2 separate regions of the Zea mays genome follow, and region 1 is linked to region 2. A link is a contact called in public Hi-C data. All regions are on one chromosome and are shown on one strand. The core of a region is the stretch at or near the end of the contact, and the rest is flanking DNA. Distances in the headings are between cores, read along the strand shown. Region 1 overlaps LOC111589913 (a long non-coding RNA gene). Region 2 holds the start of LOC100501704.

What was found. Hi-C and Micro-C count contacts between places; a contact is called where the count stands out from the background.
Region 1: a Hi-C map of ear shows a contact between it and region 2, with 1.5 times the contacts expected there. The contact joins the enhancer-like site here to the promoter of LOC100501704 in region 2. A contact is called at or near these places in 2 of 25 Hi-C or Micro-C datasets (ear and endosperm).

Annotation. Positions count from the first base shown.
Region 1 is chr8:62,082,758-62,085,729 of Zm-B73-REFERENCE-NAM-5.0, forward strand. LOC111589913 (a long non-coding RNA gene) reads right to left here. Exons shown (of 3, transcript XR_002748994.2): 3 at 1,879-2,286. Among protein-coding and RNA genes, the nearest start is that of LOC111589913, 3.8 kb to the right of the region's middle. Within about 2 kb of position 1,419, at least 14 of the 20 cell types and tissues checked have an H3K27ac peak or open chromatin away from gene starts, as enhancers often do. A contact at or near this core is called in ear, where this site is marked.
Region 2 is chr8:61,927,749-61,930,554 of Zm-B73-REFERENCE-NAM-5.0, forward strand. It overlaps LOC100501704, which reads right to left and starts at 1,426. Exons shown (of 1, transcript NM_001196378.1): 1 at 1-1,426. The coding sequence starts at 1,022. The coding sequence ends at 486.

The sequences.
Region 1 (2,972 bases), core at 169-2,668, 160 kb after region 2:
ATATTCTAGTTGGTCCATGTGTTCCCACGTCGGCTAGCTGTTTTCAACCATTTGAAGTCTAAAAGTAAAAAATCATAATTTTTTTGAAATATGTTCTATAATTAAGATTTTATTTACGTATTATTTATTTTACTTTTATGTTTGAGTTATGTAACTTTTAATTATTTTTATAAATAATGTAATTTTATTCGCTTAAAATGTACTTAAATGATTTCTTATTTTAGTAAAACATTATACTTTATCAAAACTAAAAATCTACAAATAAAGTTATATATGGAAGCATGTAGTAAATAAAGACCGATGACTGTCAATAGTAATATCGATAATAAGTTAGACCATCTCCACTAGTTACTAAAAAAACCTCTCCAAAATTATTTTAGGGTGTGAGTAACAAAAATCATGTTCCTATAATTCTTTAAATCGGGTCCCCCAAATATACCAATTTCTTAAATATCTCTATTTAGTCCCTAAGCTTGATAAGTTGTTTTGCACTCTCAATAGCCTATTTGACTTATCAATCATACTGTGAAATCATTTCTCTGCTATGGAGCTCGCCCACGGGTACAAATATGCATTTTAAATCGTTTAAGCCACGAAAATGATGAATTTACCATCCAATTAATATAATTTTAAAATATTTAACACTCTAAGAATTGATAACTTTTGAAGGCTAGGTTGTTTTTATTCTAAATATGTATTTAGCAACTTACTAAATCTAAGTGCCTATTTGGAAGCGCATATTTTTTTAAGAAATTGGTTTATGAAACTAGAGTGTTTTCAAATATACCAGTTTACGTCCCACTTTACAGTTTCTTAAAAACCAAGAAGATACTCTCAATTAGCTAAAACCAACTTTTTTTGTTTAGTTACATCATGTCCTTGTTGGTTTCATGAAATTTGTATGTATTGCCACTGTTTTTTAAAATAGAGAAAGGGTATGCTAGTAATTGTGTAACAAAAAACTAGAAACTGAGTTCCAAACATCCTCACCCAACTTTTTTTTATAAACTAGTTTCTAGGAACTGGGAATAAAAACTGATGTGCTTTCAAACAGTCCATAAGTTTAGAGAGATTATAGGAAACTAATGAATATGTGGTTCTTTCTAAATTTCGCCCCCTATATTCTACTTTTGTGCTAGGTCGCTAAGATTCCGCCCATAATTTTTCATCTCTCGCACCGATTTCCTCTAAATATCCCTATACCCCACTACAACAATAAAATATTATTTTCTATCTCTACTTTTCCTTCACTACCAATTTTTCATCTACTAAAATTTACTTACAGGCACAAAACGCGAGCTGTGAACAGTGCTAGAGGGAAATAGCAAGAACGAAGGGAGGGAGAATACGTCTGCCGTGTAGGGGACCGCGTGGGGAAAGCCGTTGCGGCTGGTAGCGAGCACCTGCACCCCCTATGCTAGCGAGGGGAGGGGGAACGACTGCGGACAGCATCAAACTATGTGCAGCAACGTTTGCCAGCTGCTACCTCCTCTGCTACCGTTGACATTTAGTGTCACCCTACTGCACAACGCATGCCAATGCCTGCTCCCCTACCGGCTACTGTAGTAGAGCGGGCAACAATTTTATGCTAGATATGGCGCGGTGGCAGCCGGCCTCCTGCCCTCAAAGCTCACACATGGCATTATTTTTTATAGATGAAAAATAGTAATTGATGATAAATAGATATGAAGAACAATATTTTTTGGTTGTAATGGGATATAGAAAAAGAATTTAGAAAAATCCGCTAGGAGAGATGAAAAATTAGAGGATAGAATGTTGACGATATGTCATAAAACTAGGATATGAGCAGAAATTTATAGAACTAGTGCGTTACGCGCGCGCCTGCGCGTAATTGTTTTTTTTATACCAACAACGCAGTAGCAGTAGTAATACAAATTTAGATTAAAATAAGTAGCAAGTTACATTGAACTAGCATAATTTAGTGTCCAGTAATAGTGTATCTGCAGAGTTTACATATGCAAGTATAGTTGTACAAAGGTTCCAACAGGGGAGTCATATGTACATAAAAGTCTACTAAGCAGAAGTGACATAGTTTTCATTGCATACACACATAGTTGTAGAAAGGCTTCAACATCAGGTTAATATATACATAAAAGTCTTGTGACCAAAAGTGATGGAGCCTTTTCTATGTGTGCAAGGTGCAAATGAGTCTATTGATCAAAAGTGGCCTAGCTTTTCTTGCATAGACACCGTTTTAGGAAGGTTTAAACACCAGACTAATATGTACATAAAAGTCTCAGGACCAAAAGTGATAGAACCTCATACCTGTATATAAATGAGAGTAGTATGTTAGTATAGACAATACTAAAGATTTTAATGCAATATCAGGATTATATAAGAAAGAACATTATTTGAAATGATAGAAACAGTAACATACTATATGTCTATTTTCTCTTTCCCTTTGATTACGACAAGCAGGTACTAAGTCAGTTAAAGTGTTTGTCGAATAAGGTATATGAGTAGGCTAATAATCTAACACATTGTTATAATTTCATAACACAAGAACTAAAGAAGTGTCGTTTTTGCAGCGTCCACCATACTTTTAGCTGGGTAAAAAGTATGGTAGACTTTGTACATGAAGTAGTGATAATCACCATATTTTAAAAAGCGACTAAAATGTTTGCTTGGAACACCAGTGTAGACTGAAGCTTAACATGCAACGATTCACTTTATTTGAAAAAAAAAGGTTCCAACCAGATCTAACCTAGTAGAAACTGTTGTGTTAGATAATTAAGGTATTGTTTGGAAGCAACCTAGTTTTAAAGAAATCAGTTTTTATTTTATTAGGTAGGAGAGCCTAGCTTCTTGGTTTAAGAAACTCTGAATTCAATTTGGATAAACTGGTATGTTTGGAACTGCATCAGTCTTTATAAACCATTTTTTTCAAACTAGGTGGTTCCAAACAAATCCCAAATTCTGTTGTTTGATTAGTTGAGCCGATGTGCAGAATG
Region 2 (2,806 bases), core at 176-2,675:
GATTTTTCAAGTTACCAGCCAGCCAATTGTGGTTTACACTATCTTGAAGTATCAACAAGTTGACTCTCAAATTATCAAGTCATTGTATTGAAGTAGCAATCTGATGACACTGAAACTGTATCTGAGCACAAATTATGTATTCGTGTGTGAATTGATCATCTTGCACTTAAATTGCCAATAATCAAAATACAGTGCAAGTAGCAACCCTTCATAACAGAAACATAATAACAAAGAAAGTTGTTCTAATTGGGACGATTGAATAGCTCAAGGTGAATGCAGCAAGTATGTCCTAATTGGGGCAGTTGAATAGATGGAGGTGAATTGCATATGACAAAAGTGCATACAGATCGCCATAATTATAGATTCCATAAAAGAAGACATGGTAGCCATTTGTTTAACCATGAAAGCAAGCAAACTCTTGAGAAATAATAACTACAAGGCTAACAAAATGATGAGAGTGTGCACATACTACTTTCTGGTAGAGATTAGAATGGTCGGTCTGATTTTCTCTTGCCAAAGATCACCTCCCACACTACTGGTGAGAATGGGCCTTTCTTGTCCAGGTGATCCCTGATTGATTTCTCATCAATAGCGAAGTTTCTGTCCTGGAAGCTCCTCACAAGATTCTCGCCTTCATCCACACCTTTTGTCTTGCACACTGCATCAAGCAAGCCTACAAACGTCTCCGCATTCGGTGCAAGCCCAGCCTCAAACATCTCCACACAGAACCCGACAGCATCATCCAGCCTGCCCCCCTTGTACAGCCCCTGTATCAGGAGCCAATAGCTGAATGCATTGGGGATGACTCCATTCCCTTGCATCTTCCTGAAAATTCTCACGGCGTCGTCTAGCTTAGCCACCTTGCAGAATGCCTCGACGACAGCTGTGTAGATAACCACCTCCGGGATGGCTCCCTTCTCTCGCATTAGACCAAACAGCTTCATGGCGTCCTGCACCAGGCCGTTCTTGCACAGCCCGTCGAGCATGGCCACGGCGTTTGGGATCAACCCGGTTTCCTTCATCTTTCGGAAGATCTCGTCCACGTCCACCGGCTGCGCGGGCGCAGGCTCGTCCTCAGACTGCCGTGGCTCATCGCCGCCTCCTATAGCAGCGGCGGCGGAGGGACCATCGCCCAGCTTAAGCTTCTCCAGCAGCGTCTCCCCGACGACCTTCTGCGCGCTTCGCTCGGGCTGCTGCTGCTGCTTCCCGGCTGAGGCGTCGGATAATCCTCTGCCATGCCTCGGCGGCGGGGGAAGAGGGTTGTTCTCGGGGTCAGCGCCGAAGTTGAGGGTGCGGAGGAACGCTTCGTCCTCCTCCTCTTGCCTTGCCTCGCGGATCACCCGCCGGCGCCGGTCGCCGGTGGAGTAGGTGCGCAGTAGACCCTCGGCGCCACCTAGAAGGAGAAGGCGGCGCAGGGCGCCTGATCTCACCGGAATCTGCAGGCTCATCTCTCACTTCCTGGGCTCTCAATAATTTGGGTCGTGACGGCGGAGCACGCGAAAGGTAGAATAGACAAGCACCGGTGGGTTTTATGCTCCGTGCCTGACCAGTGGGTCCACTTGCCCGCGAATAAGGCGTTAGGTTTTGGGTTCGGAATCGAGGGGCTGCGGTGGGGCGTGAGGCTGTCTCCAGCAATGTCACTAGATTTCATCAAAAGAATATTTTTTGTCTTTTATAGTACACCTTAAAAGATTTCATCTTTTATATCTTCTATATTTTCAGCAACGTTCTCTAAATTTTGTCCTCTATATCTCATCCTCTATATTCTTTGCAACCATATTAACAGAAATTATTTTCATCATTTTTTATCGAATTAAATAAATTGATCGTTAGCATTTTACGAATTATTGCATATGTTCAACTATTTCAATAATATGGCAAAAAAAAGTACAGCCGCGATGCTCACCACTGGCTTCGGCTTCAAAGGGGCGAAGGCCGCCACAGTCTGGCATCAGCCATGGACGGCTGCAAAAGTTTTTGCTCAAGCGCGGGAATGGGCGGAAGAGAGTGACGCGTGTGATGAACAGTGTATAGCGCACGATCGTCTATCCGCCAGATGTAGCGGTTGACGAAGGCTCGCTATATTTTAGCGGGTGGTGTAGCGGTCGTTGTTGGACGCGTGTCGAACGTCTCCATCCGCTATATTTATGAGAAAGGAGGCTTTGCATATCCTTGTTAGAGACAGCCTGAGTAGGAGATATATGCTTTTAAGGCCGGGCGGAATACTCATATCTGGACCAAATACTCGTATCTTGCTTGGTTCATGATCAGTTTGATTCAGGTCGAATCGATTTATTTGAATTTTTTTACAAGTTAAGTTAATATCATAGTTTGGTTCGTTAACGAGACAGCTCAGTTTGTTAACGAGCTCGGTCGTAAGCTAAACAAGCTAACACATTTCAGCAAAACGAAACTATATGCATATCATTTACGTAATAATTAAGGAACATGTATATATATGTGTGGTGTATATGACTTATGAGTTAAACTAATGATTGATGAACTATGTCTATATGTTAAATTGGTCTATGAGAATATAACCGCGCGTTAAACTGATGAACATGTGTGTGAATTGTGAATTGATGAGTGATGACTTGTGTTAAATTGGTGTTACATTGATGTGGTTTCTGAAACTATAGGTACAATTACTATTTTCTATTATTAAATTAATTTAAAATTAACTACAAATTGATTATTATATACATATTGTTTTTTTGTTTTGGCTCACGAGCTAAACAAGCCAGCTCGAACTCGTAAACGAGATAGGCTGAGCTGACTCTAAGGATACCTCCAGCAATGTTCTCTA